Regions from separate parts of the Zea mays genome. Here all the other regions are linked to region 1. The links are chromatin contacts, called in public Hi-C maps. All regions are on one chromosome and are shown on one strand. The core of a region is the stretch at or near the end of the contact, and the rest is flanking DNA. Distances in the headings are between cores, read along the strand shown. Region 1 holds the start of LOC103650792 (nuclear transcription factor Y subunit B-1). Region 2 has its middle 120 kb from the start of LOC103652297. Region 3 holds the start of LOC103652301 (protein FAR1-RELATED SEQUENCE 4).

Region 1 (4,014 bases), core at 1,078-3,577:
AGTGTCTATAGAAGACACTCGGTAAAGAGTTCTTTGCCGAGTGCCCAGTATTTGGCACTCGGCAAAGAAGCCTCTTTGCCGAGTGCCAGGCTTCGGCTCTCGGCAAAGGCTGACAGCCGTCAGCTTTAGGACGGCCACTGACGACCCTTTGCCGAGAGCCTTCTTTGCCGAGTGCATGTCTTTGCCGAGTGTGGTCCTATGCCGAGTGTCCTGCACTCGGTAAATTAGCTCGTTATCGAGAGTCAGACTTTGCCGAGTGTGGCTCTCGGTAAAGCCTTCTTTGCCGAGTGCCCGACAAAAGACACTTGGCAAAGAGTCCGACACTCGGCAAAGTCTCGGATTCCGGTAGTGGATTTGCTGAATTCTAGCCATATATATACATACTCTGGTAGTCCATCATGTTTATTTTTCGACTCCGTCTATTTTAAGTTCTAATTAAGCACTTTCGGCTATATATTTAGATGCAGCGTACATATCTATACACACATAGCAAGAACTAGAGGAAAGCCAAAAACTGTTTGTATTTTGTTAGGACGTAGCAGAGAGAGTAGCTTGTTAATTTGAGACATTGCATCAGTCAATAAGCCAAAGACAAGCATGAAAGAGAAACAATGATATATATATGCTCGATTTTCCATTGGTTCATGCACCCAAGCAGAAGCTTTCAAATCGAAGTGATACCTCACATACTTGCGCATCTGATGCGACGGGTTATTGAGATCTTTTAACCACCTCCGATCCGTGATGTTAATTGTACACATCACGACAAACATTGTTTACTTGTGAGTAATCGCCTGCTCCCGGAGGCGCGGTAAATAAACGTCGCGATCTCTAATTTCACACGCAACGATGAGTGGAGAACTGACAAAGACTCTTAGGAGAGGTTTGGTTGGAAGAATCAATCCATTTTAGATGAAGTATTGCATCGTCATGGGTCCAATCCTTAATAGGGTGTTTGGTTTGAAGAATGAGCTAGTAAATCATCTGATCACTCCTTATTTTTTTTGTTTGGTTTGTGGAACAGAATAAGTTGATCCATCACCACCTGATTCCTCCTCATAGTTAGTTAGTTCGTACTAATACGAGGAATGAGGTCATCCCACCAAATTTGAGAAACGGACATGATTTATTAGTAATAATACGAGAAATGTGTTCATTGCACTAAATTTAGAGGTTGTTTGGTTTGAGGAATCACTCCATCTAAAATAAGTAGGAATGATATAGACTTACTCGTTTATCAAACCAAACACGATATTACATTTTATTTATTGAGGAGGGAGAGGCTGCGTCGTTGGTGTATATGCAGCCATATGTGGAGGAAACGATGAGTACAAATTAAGAGACGGAGTTGATGTGACCCCTCTCGTGGCTGTAGCAGCTAGCTAGGTGAAGGAACCACCAGGAAGCAAGGCAAGTGCACGCCCCAGTTCCGCGGCCCTTGGAGCTAAAGAACAAAGAGAAGAATATGTGCCACAACAGGTCAAGCACACACGAGTACATACAAGCTAGAGCATGTATTAAATATATGCTCAATGGTGTGCATGGAGGGATCGAGAGGGAAGGAGGGAGGAGGCGTCTGGCGAGCAGCGCGCGTACGATGCGTCGTCGTCGTGTGGTTGCTTTGCTATTGCTCCTGCGGCCAACGATCGATACGTACGCGGGCGGTGGTTCCCCCGCGCGCATCAACCACGTGCGCATGTGGACGCGCTCCCCACCCCACGAGGCGCGCGGCACGGCAACCCACGCCATAAATTTTTACGGCACGGCACGGGGTCGGCCGGCCATGATCGGCAGCTGGCTGTAGTAGGGTGGTGCACAGGTCTCGCACTCGAGCACGCATGCAGCGAACCCGTCGTCGACGTCGTCCGTCCAGGCCCGCCGGAGGCCGGCGTACGGGAAACAGGGATGAAGAAGGCCAGGCACAGGCACAGCCAGCATGCAGAGAGGAGAGAGCAAAGGCCAAAGGGCGATCGGTCGCCGGCCGGCCGGGCTGCTGCCGTGCCACGTGCCTACTAGCTGGCCGGGGTACGGTTCATTTGATTAGCTACTGCCTACTGCCTACTGGCCTGCTTGCTGCTGCTGCTACTATACTACTAGTAGTATAGAGCGAAGAAGGACAAGTGTCAGTCCGGACGGCAGGCAGGCACACATTAAACGCGGATCGAGCGAGCCCGCCGCCAGCGAATGGCGAGCGCCCGGAGACCTTTCAACGACGACCGTAGCTAGGGATCGGATCCCCGCGGCAGAGCAGAGCACGGGCCACTCGCACGGATCACGGCCGGACGGACGGACGGAGACGAACAAGCAGCTCTTCTGCTACCAATATGGCCTTCTCGTGTGTGCCTGCCATGTACTCCTGTGGGCACCTGTACGCAACACACACACACACTCTATGTATGTATGTATGCATCGGGCTGCCACACCACTACTACTAGTCCACTCTCCCAATGCAAGCGTACGTCTCTCTCTCGCACCAATAAAACAAGAAAGAGATCGACAGACGCCGGCACAAGCACAAAGAGAGGCCCCGACCGCGATGGATCGTCAGCGACAGACCGACCGTGACACAGCCAACAACTAACACGCACGCGCGCGAGAGAGAAAGAGAGCTGCCCGGGAGAGAGAGAGAGGAAATCAAACGAAGGCGACGACGTACGGAGACGGCATGGCCGATCACCACCACCACCACCACCACGGGCATCCGCCGGACGGGCCCGGCGGCGCGGGGGACCAGCTGGAGGTAATCAAGGAGCAGGACCGGCTGCTGCCCATCGCCAACGTCGGCCGCATCATGAAGCAGATCCTGCCGCCCAACGCCAAGATCTCCAAGGAGGCCAAGGAGACGATGCAGGAGTGCGTGTCCGAGTTCATCAGCTTCGTCACGGGCGAGGCCTCCGACAAGTGCCACAAGGAGAAGCGCAAGACCGTCAACGGCGACGACGTCTGCTGCGCCTTCGGCGCGCTCGGCTTCGACGACTACGTCGACCCCATGCGCAGGTACCTGCACAAGTACCGCGAGCTCGAGGGCGACCGCGCCGCGTCCTCCCGCGGAGGCGGAGGCGGACCGGCCGGCGCCGCAGACCCCGCGTCCGCCTCGGCCGCCGCCGGTCCCAGCCCCAGCGCCGCATCAGCCGGTCATTTCATGTTCGGCGCCGCCATGGACCGGCCCGACAACAACTCATCCGCCGGCGCCAGGCCCTTTTAATCCATCCTTCCTCATCTTGCTTGTTATTACTCATCAGATTCAGATCAACAACAAAAGCTACCTGCGACGAGCTAGCTTAATTAGCTTATTGATTTCTACTACTGCTACTCATTTTTTTTGGGACAGGTGAGTCGTCGTCGTCGTATCGTATATCCAATCCAAATTCTTGCAAGCTATATCTATCTCTTTATTAGCGCTAGCTAGTCACAACAGTACGCATGTATCGGTGAAGAAGGAATTGGGGGTTGGGATGATACGGTTACCGATGATGAGGTACCATATATATCGGTGAACTCTAGCTGCTTGCTGCTTAATTATTAGTGTTTTTTTTTGCTCCTAATGTTTCTTTCTTGTATATACATAGTTCATCAATGATTAATTGGCTTGATTAGGCAACATGTCCAGCACACTAATAAGGGGATGCATGATGCTAGCTATAGCCTATAGCTCATGCATTACATCCGAGATTTCCCCCGTACCACTAGAGTCCTGGTGACAGATTAAGTGGCAGATTAAGGGGGTGTTTGGTTCCATGTCTTAGTTATTTTTAGTCCCTAAAATACCAAATGAATGTCAAAAATAGTACGTTTTCAAGTATGATTTCTAGGGAGTAAAGTTTATTAGTCTCTAAAGTTTAGAAGGATGACTACAAGAACCAAACACCGCCTAAACTAATAGCAATGCAGTGCGCTGCTGCTTCATACAAAACAAACATTGCTAGCTCTACTTGCTGCTATGTATGCAAGATCCACGCATGGTGTTCGTTACATTGCTTTGCAGCGACTGTGTGGTACAAATATTACTCATCG
Region 2 (4,014 bases), core at 513-3,012, 160 kb before region 1:
GTCAGCCCGTCCTCCCGCGCGGCCACCTCCCCGTACGAGGGCCCTGGACCTTCCTTTTATAGATGTAAGGAGAGGGCCCAGGTGTACAATGGGGGTGTAGCAATATGCTAACGTGCCCGGCAGAGAGGAGCCAGAGCCCTATGTACATGCCGACGTGGCTGTCGGAGAGGTGTTAGTGCCCTGTGCATATGATGTCGTGGCCGTCGGAGGAGCGCTTGAGCCCTGTAGAAGCACAGCTGTCGGGGCTATCAGGACCTTGCTGACGTCTCCTTGCTTCCGTAGGGGGCTGAGAACCGCCGTCGTCATGGGAGCATGCGGGGTGCCATCATTACTTGTTTACCGGGGCGAGCCAGATGGGACGCCGGTCTTGTTCCCCGTAGCCTGAGCTAGCTAGGGGGTAGGGTAATGATGTACCCTCCTGCAACGTGGTCGGTCCGAGCCCAAGGTCGGGCGAGGCGGTGACTCCTTCGAGGTCGAGGTTGAGGCCGAGCCCTGAGGTCGGGCGAGGTGGAGACCGTCTTCCGAGGTCGAGGTTGAGTCCGAGCCCTGGGGTCGGGCGAGGCGGAGACCGTCTTCCGAGGTCGAGGTTGAGTCCGAGCCCTGGGGTCGGGCGAGGCGGAGACCGTCTTCCGAGGTCGAGGCGGGGGCCGAGTCTTGGGGTCGGGCGAGGCGGAGACCGTCTTCCGAGGTTGAGGCGGGGGCCGAGCCCCGGGGTCGGGCGAGACGGAGCTTCCTATGGCGCCTGAGGCTGGACTCGGCTGCTGTCAGCCTCACCCTGGCGGGTGGCACAACAGTCGGAGCAGGAAAGGCGACGCTGTTTTCCCGTCAGGTCAGTCAGTGGAGGGGCGAAGTGACTGCGGTCACTTCGGCCCTGCCGACTGAGGAACGCGCGTCAGGATAAGGTGTCAGGCGATCCTTGCATTGAATGCTCCTGCGATACGGTCGGTTGGCGAGGCGATCTGGCCAAGGTTGCTTCACTGCGAAGCCTGCCCGAGCTGGGCCTCGGGCGAGTCGAAGGTGCGCCCGTTGCTTGAGGAGGCCCTCGGGCGAGGCGTGAATCCGCCTAGGTCTACTGTTCCTGCCCGAGGCTGGGCTCGGGCGAGGCGAGATCGTGTCCCTTGAGTGGACGGAGCCTTGACCTGAATTGCGCTCATCAGGCTTTTGCAGCTTGTGCTGATGGTGATTATCAGCCGAGTTTAGGAGTCTTAGGGTACCCTAATTATGGTCCCCGACAACACCGAGGAGTGACAAATGGACGGATTTCCTATTTCTCTAAGGTCTTGTTTGGGAGCCAGGTGAATAGAGGGGACTAGAGCGTCTAAAATACCCTTCTATTCTCCTTACTCGCAAACATGCCTTAAAGGATTACACTTTGACCGGGTGAGAGACTGGTGTGACTAAACGAGGTGTTTTAAAAAATAACTTTTCCTATGATATATATCATTTAAAAAAAAGGTTAAGATAACACCCTGAGTATTCATGCGTAATTACTACTCATGCAAATATTGCGATGAACGCATTGATACACCACCGTAGAAACAATGTATGCAACGCAGAGAGTATAAGCCAGAGAGAGGACTGTTTGGTGTCAGGCACGCATTCATTTTGATTGAATCCCTGAGACCCTGACCCAATCAATGTCCTAGTACACTTGCTGCCATTCCGCCGGAAGTTAATCACCGCTAACTACTCCCGGGCCGGGGGCCCAGCTACTAGCTGCTCGATCTCGATCTGATTTCATTTCTCCGCGGCGGCCCGGCTGCATGCCATGCCAGCACCAGCATGCTTTGCATTGCAACGCAGCTACAGGCCGGCCACACCCACTGGCAGTGTACGTGCAGGAACAGGAACAGAGACGCCGGCGAGACGATCATGCCATTGGCCATTACCATGGCGCCAAGAAGGCTGCAAGAGCAGCATGCATCGATCGAGATCAATCAATCAACAGTTTGGACATTGCAGGCTCGTGTCGTGTGTTGTGTACGCCACCACAGATGATTAGACAGCCCTTTTCTTTTTCCTCTCTCGCTGCCAATCTGGAACGCCTCTTCTTTCTTCCTTAGGCTATCCGCAGCGGTTCCCTCTAAATTTTTCCCCCTATATCACTTTTTTGCGTCACATCATCAACATTTCACCCCCTATTTTTTCATGTCCCGCAGCGGTTACCCCTAAATACTCCCCCTATACCCCACTACAACTATAAAATATCACTATCCAACCCTATTCATCATCTATTACCATTTTTTCTTCACCTATTAAACAACCACCGTACAAATGAACAGTGCATAGGGGGTCCGAGGACACACGCTACAGCCAGCGGAGTCCTGTTCATCTCCCACGCGTGGGGGGCCTCGCAGGGGGCCGCGCTGCGGGCGCAGGGGCGCCCCTGTAGCCGCCATTCTAGGGGAGGGGGCGGCCGCGCGGCGAGCGCTGTGGCCAGCCTTAGTCGACACAGGCTCACAGCTTGGAGAGACTTGGTTTTAGTGCTCTTTTTTTATTTTCGAGGGACTTGATTTTTTTATCTAGTCCAACAAAAAAAACCCTCAAATCAGTCTTTAAATTCATCGCAACAAACAATAACACGTGGTATCCAATCTTTTTCCGCTGTCCACCTAGATACTACCTCCGTTCTTGAATATTTAAACTAAACCGCGACAAATAAAAAAACAGAGGAGAATAACGTGGCCATGCCTTGCGCCGAGCTAGCTATGCCCGGCAAGAAACGTGCATCGAAGGGGACGACACGATCGCGCCTACAATTGCAAGAAGCAGTCCACGACGGGAGAAACCCACCTCTCGTCCTCGCTAGAGGAGGGAACGAGACCACCACGTTGGGGGGGAGCCAAAGAGGAGTCGATCGAGCGAGCCACCACCGGCGAGTAGCCACCCGTGCCATGAAGGCCTTGTCGCCGCGTCGAGGAGGCCTCACCAGAGGAGGGGATCTATCGCCCGGGAGGAGACACCCAAGCCGTTGAGATGGGAGCAGAGGTAGCTCTGAATTTTACACTGTTTGGGAGTAAGTGTAATGGAGGAGGATTGAAGGGACCAAAATCCTTTACTATTCAATTTTGAATAGTAAGAGATTTTGGTGTCCTGAGTCCCCTCCATTATCCTTCTCCCAAACGAGCCCTAAGCTTTAAGAATATGACTATATTTCTATTAATTTGGAAGTAAAATAATGAAGGGTTCAATTAAATTATAAAGAAATATTTAGATCATGGTCTATTACCACCTCAAGGTGGGAGCCACCACGACGCGGTAAAAGAACCATGATGTCTTAAAGAGAGACAATGAAAAGATATTTTTAAAAGAACGATACAAATCAAACTTCACCTTAAAAATATTCTTTTTAAATAAATCTTCGTAGATATTTAAAAAAGATCCTCCTATCTCCACGTTATGTCCTCGTTGCACGGGCTACACAAACAGATCCGGCTGCATCTGATATGTTGCCGTAAATATTAACAATATAAGTTTTAAAATTAAAATGTGTTTAGACGACCTACAATTTATAGCCGGCAGGATCCTCTGTCGTAACGTTGCGGTAGCCGAGCGGCTGACGTGTGGACCTGCTGTGATCTGGCTCCACATGGTAGCCGTGGAGACAATGGAACGGTAGAGGAGCCGTTCATAATTTAATTTGCAGGCAAGGGAGCTAGTATGGATTAGCTAGTTGCAAAGACAATGGAACTTAAATGTTAAACTAACTGCGCGGCCGCTACCAAACCTTCCGAATAATACTAGTAATGCAAGTTAAACTAAAGCAGCAGTCGCCATCAATAATAATAACACTAAAAATTAAGTACTCCGTACGTACCTGAGGTAGTTAGAAATGCATGCTCACCGTATGATTATGAAGGATGCCCAGTCATGCTGCGTCCGCTGGCAACCAAATTGTCTATGGTTGATCGGCAGTACGGATGCAAAAAACAAACGAACCACGCACACACCTGACACCAACAAACTCTGTCTCTTCTCGTCCTCGCTCGCCTTCTTTCCTCCTGTTGTTGCCCG
Region 3 (4,014 bases), core at 1,135-3,634, 160 kb after region 1:
GTTCCACGGCGTGTCGTGTCGGTGCAGTGCCTGGGCGGCCGCGGCGGGCGACGCAGGTGGCGGCGGCCCGGCAGGCGATCCAGTTCATCCAGGGCATGGACGAGCAGACGATCCCGGACGTGCGGCTGACCAAGTCCCGGGACAGCACGAACGGCGTGGCCATCTTCACGTTCGAGCAGCCGTCGGTGTTCGACTCGTCGGCGGAGCTCGGGGCAATCACGGGCTTCTACATGATCGACGACGAGGGTGTGCTGCAGTCCGTGGACGTGAGCGCCAAGTTCGTCAACGGCAAGCCGCCCCGGGAGTGGGAGCCGATCCCACAGCTGGCACATGGCAGGACTGTTAATTCTCGATCGGACTCGGACCCGATCAGATTCATTTGCTGTCCCAGCAATGCAAAATCTAAACAAACTAGTAGATAATCTCAAATTCCTAACTGAATTATCTGCAACAAACAAACTGAAACTAATAGTCTGAAACTAGATAACGGTTGTCGCGCGCGGACATGCACCAGCCCCCCCTATATAAATGGGAGGCTATCGACGGAAGCTACCGCAACTCTCCTTCAACGTACGATCAACTCGGAACTTCCTTGTTGCAAGTAGCTCGCTGCTGCCTGGTGGTAGACGAATGGAGGCGCTAGGAACGACCGGGATCGGCTCGTCCCTGACAGCAGAACGCAGCATCCAGGCGTACGCGACAGGCATAGAGTTCTTTCCGCGGCAGACGACGACGAGCGGCGAGCGCGGGTTCGCGTTGCACCTTAGGTGCTACGTGACTCTGATCGTCAACATAGGCAATGGGCGGCCCAACCGGGTGTTCATGTACCGCCGCAGGGACGCCGACACAAGCTGCCTTGCGCTTCCGGACGATGAGGATGGCGTCCGCGACGTGCTCCGCGGCTTGCTGAAGTCGACCCTGCCGCTGCAGCGTCTGGGCCTCACGGACCGCGAGTGGGAGTCCATCTTGCCCCAGGAAAAGGTGTCCTTGCTTGTGGACCCGGTTCTGCGGGCCCGCCACGCCGCCGCCGAGATATTGCTGGCGGTGGAGATGCACGTGTGCCACGACGCCGCCCAGATACTCATGACGACGTGTAAGGAGTCCAGCGACATCGACGGCGGCAGCGGTGCGGTGGGAGGTGACGCCGAGGCTGAGTGCAGCATCTGCTTGGTCGCGCTGCGCGAGAGCGAGGCCGTGGAGCTGTCGGCCTGCGCGCACGCCTTCCACCGCCACTGCATCTCCGAGTGGTTCGGCCGGAAGTCGACGTGCCCGCTGTGCCGAGACGACGTGGCCAAATATCTGGATCCCGAGCTGCAGCAGTATTTCGACGGCGACATGGATGCGCATTATTTTGCCAATTTCGACGACGACGCGCTGCAGCAGTATTTAGCCAATTTCGACGACGACGATCCCGCGCTGGATCAGTTTTATTTGGCCAATTTTGACGACGACGCCATGTGATTGAAAGTGCAGGCCACTGGATCCAAGAACATTAATCTTTATCCTTTGGGTTATATATATATATATATATATATATATATATATATATATATATATATATATATATATATATATATATATATATATATATATATATATATATATATATATATATATATATATTGTATAGTATCGAGATCTATATATATATATATATATATTGTATAGTATCGAGATCTGGACTTATTGGTTGTTTGGTCATTTATTTATCTCACATTATGGTTATAACATTATTTATAAATCTCGTACATCTCTCTTGTAGTTTCATAAACTACGAGGGAGATAGGTTTTATAAACAAATTTATTTTTATTTTGTCATATGAAGAAATGATCAAAATATAAATTGTACATCTTGATGAGTTATACAAATTTCTAGTTACATTTTTTCATTTGAATTTATTTACTGCTTTAAAATGTAATTTTTAAATTGTCTTTGCCTAGTGTTGAGAAAAACACTTGGCAAAGAAGCTTTTTGCTAGTGTGAAAAAAAAACATTCGACAAATAGCTTTTTTATCAAGTGTTAAAAAACATTTGGCAAAGAAACTTTTTGCTGAGTATTTATTTACCGATGATTTTTTTTGATACTCTGTAAAGAGTGCTTGAAAGAAAACACTCGACAAATTATTTGTCACTCAATGGCTAGTGCGTAAGAGACGAGACTCATGAATTGCTTCATCCATTTGCATATGCCTGCTCTGCTCTGCTCTGCTCACTAGCTGCGTTAACCGGTTGAGAGCAATGAACATAGGTTTCATTGTGTTTCTCTGACGGACCTTGAAGCTCTCAGCTTGCTAGGTTCGTTTTCTTCTTTAGATAGATCGAGCTGCTACCATCCATGCATATCCGATCCGACGCTTAGTGGGAGTCCATCCTGCCCGAGGACATGGCGTCCTTCCTCGCACGCCCGTGGCTGCGGGCCCGCCACGCCGCCGTTGATATCTTGCTGGAGGTGAAGCGGCACGTGCGCTACGACGCGGCCCAGGTGCTCGTGACGGTGTGTATGTGCAAGGAGGTCGGCGACGACGGTGGTGCGACGGGTGGTGACGACGAGACCGAGTGCAGCGTCTGTTTGATCCCGCGGCCGCGCGTGGTGCTGCCGGCAGCGTGCACGCTTTCTACCGCGGCTGCATCTCCGAGATTAAAGCTTGTGCTAGTTAAAATTAAATAGAAAAAAAATTAATTATCTTAAAAAAATTTAGATCTTTATGCAACCGAGTAAAGTTTTAGGGCTCGTTCTGTTCTTATGGAATCGCTGTTTGGAACAGATTGCTTGTCTCATTTATAAGTTTTGGTCAGTTGGAATAATTCCAGGTGTATTTCTAGACAAAAGGAAGTAAACTAGAGGAGATTAAATTCTTTTCTAGTTAAAATTAAATAGAATATGATTTATTCTTTTTAAATCTACTTACAACTAAGCAAATCCTTAATCATCATATCTGATTCCCGTCAAGGTCTTAATCATCATATCCCATGGGCTTTTGACTTGTTGGGCTTGCTTCAGCTTTCTCCCATGTACTCTTGCGCCTCGACATATTTGGATTTTCACGCTCGGTTCTGTTTCCGCCACCTGGTCGGTCACCTGCTCTATCACTACAATACTCTCGTTAGATCATATAGATCAAGCTGCTGCCTCCCTCGTTAGAACATTTCTTGCTACTGCTAGCCAATAATGAGCGCCGAGATTAGGTGCAGTGTTGACGTGCCGTCGATCAAGCGGCGAAGATTCAGGACGCGCTCATTTATGAATGGAGGAGGCAGGCAGGCAGGCACCAATCATTTACCACATGACCATAGCCGAATACTAGCTAGCTAGCTCTCTCTGTCGTCTTTCTTTGAAATGACGTAATCTTTTCCCCCTCTAGACCATCTCTTTATCCTCTACATTTTGTACGTCAATGCTTTTGTTTGTACCTTCCTCTATGATAATTTATATTCTCTATATACTGCTAGTTCCTATATATAAATATCTATCTGTGTGTGCCCCCACAATAACGTTAAGTCGTTCGACTAGTCTGGCTAGTCGGTTCTGCGCAACCAGAGTCCGATCCGATCAGTTCGACTAATTGTCCGATCCTCTGATTAGTCGTCCAGTTTGAGTGGAGACGTTTAGTTTCCCTGGGCTGCACGACTGTTTAAGATGTGGGGTGTTTTAGTTGTGGGTTGCACGACTGGTACTACCAGCCTGATAATAAGGCCCATTAGCGTAATGTCTTAGGGTTTTAGCTAAATAAGGTTGCTCCTGTTGGTGGTACTATTTCGGCGGCTATTTTCCCACCCTGTTCCGGCAGATTCTCTCCTCTCTAGCTCTCTCCTTGTTCAACACCGGTGGATGTCCTCTCCTATTCCTCCCATAATTCTCCGCGGAACTATCAATGAGCTTCACCAAAAAAAAAAAAATCAAAACAGGGTAATTCTGAAGCTAGATTTTGAGAAGGCTTATAACAATGTAAAATGGCCATTTCTTTTCTAGACTCTTCGTATGAAAGGCTTCTCGCCCAAGTGGATTGCTTGGG

The links. Hi-C and Micro-C count contacts between places; a contact is called where the count stands out from the background.
Region 2: a contact with region 1 is called in a Hi-C map of tassel, with 2.0 times the contacts expected there. The contact joins the enhancer-like site here to the promoter of LOC103650792 in region 1. A contact is called at or near these places in 3 of 25 Hi-C or Micro-C datasets (ear, leaf and tassel).
Region 3: a Hi-C map of ear shows a contact between it and region 1, with 2.8 times the contacts expected there. The contact joins the promoter of LOC103652301 here to the promoter of LOC103650792 in region 1. A contact is called at or near these places in 6 of 25 Hi-C or Micro-C datasets (ear, leaf, tassel and 1 more).

The regions. Positions count from the first base shown.
Region 1 is chr3:156,570,385-156,574,398 of Zm-B73-REFERENCE-NAM-5.0, forward strand. It overlaps LOC103650792 (nuclear transcription factor Y subunit B-1), which reads left to right and starts at 2,328. Exons shown (of 1, transcript XM_008676358.2): 1 at 2,328-3,545. The coding sequence starts at 2,666. The coding sequence ends at 3,205.
Region 2 is chr3:156,412,874-156,416,887 of Zm-B73-REFERENCE-NAM-5.0, forward strand. No RefSeq gene overlaps it. Among protein-coding and RNA genes, the nearest start is that of LOC103652297, 120 kb to the right of the region's middle. Within about 2 kb of position 1,763, at least 11 of the 20 cell types and tissues checked have an H3K27ac peak or open chromatin away from gene starts, as enhancers often do. A contact at or near this core is called in ear and tassel, where this site is marked.
Region 3 is chr3:156,727,658-156,731,671 of Zm-B73-REFERENCE-NAM-5.0, forward strand. It overlaps LOC103652301 (protein FAR1-RELATED SEQUENCE 4), which reads left to right and starts at 2,385. Exons shown (of 8, transcript XM_008677915.2): 1 at 2,385-2,648. The coding sequence starts at 2,385.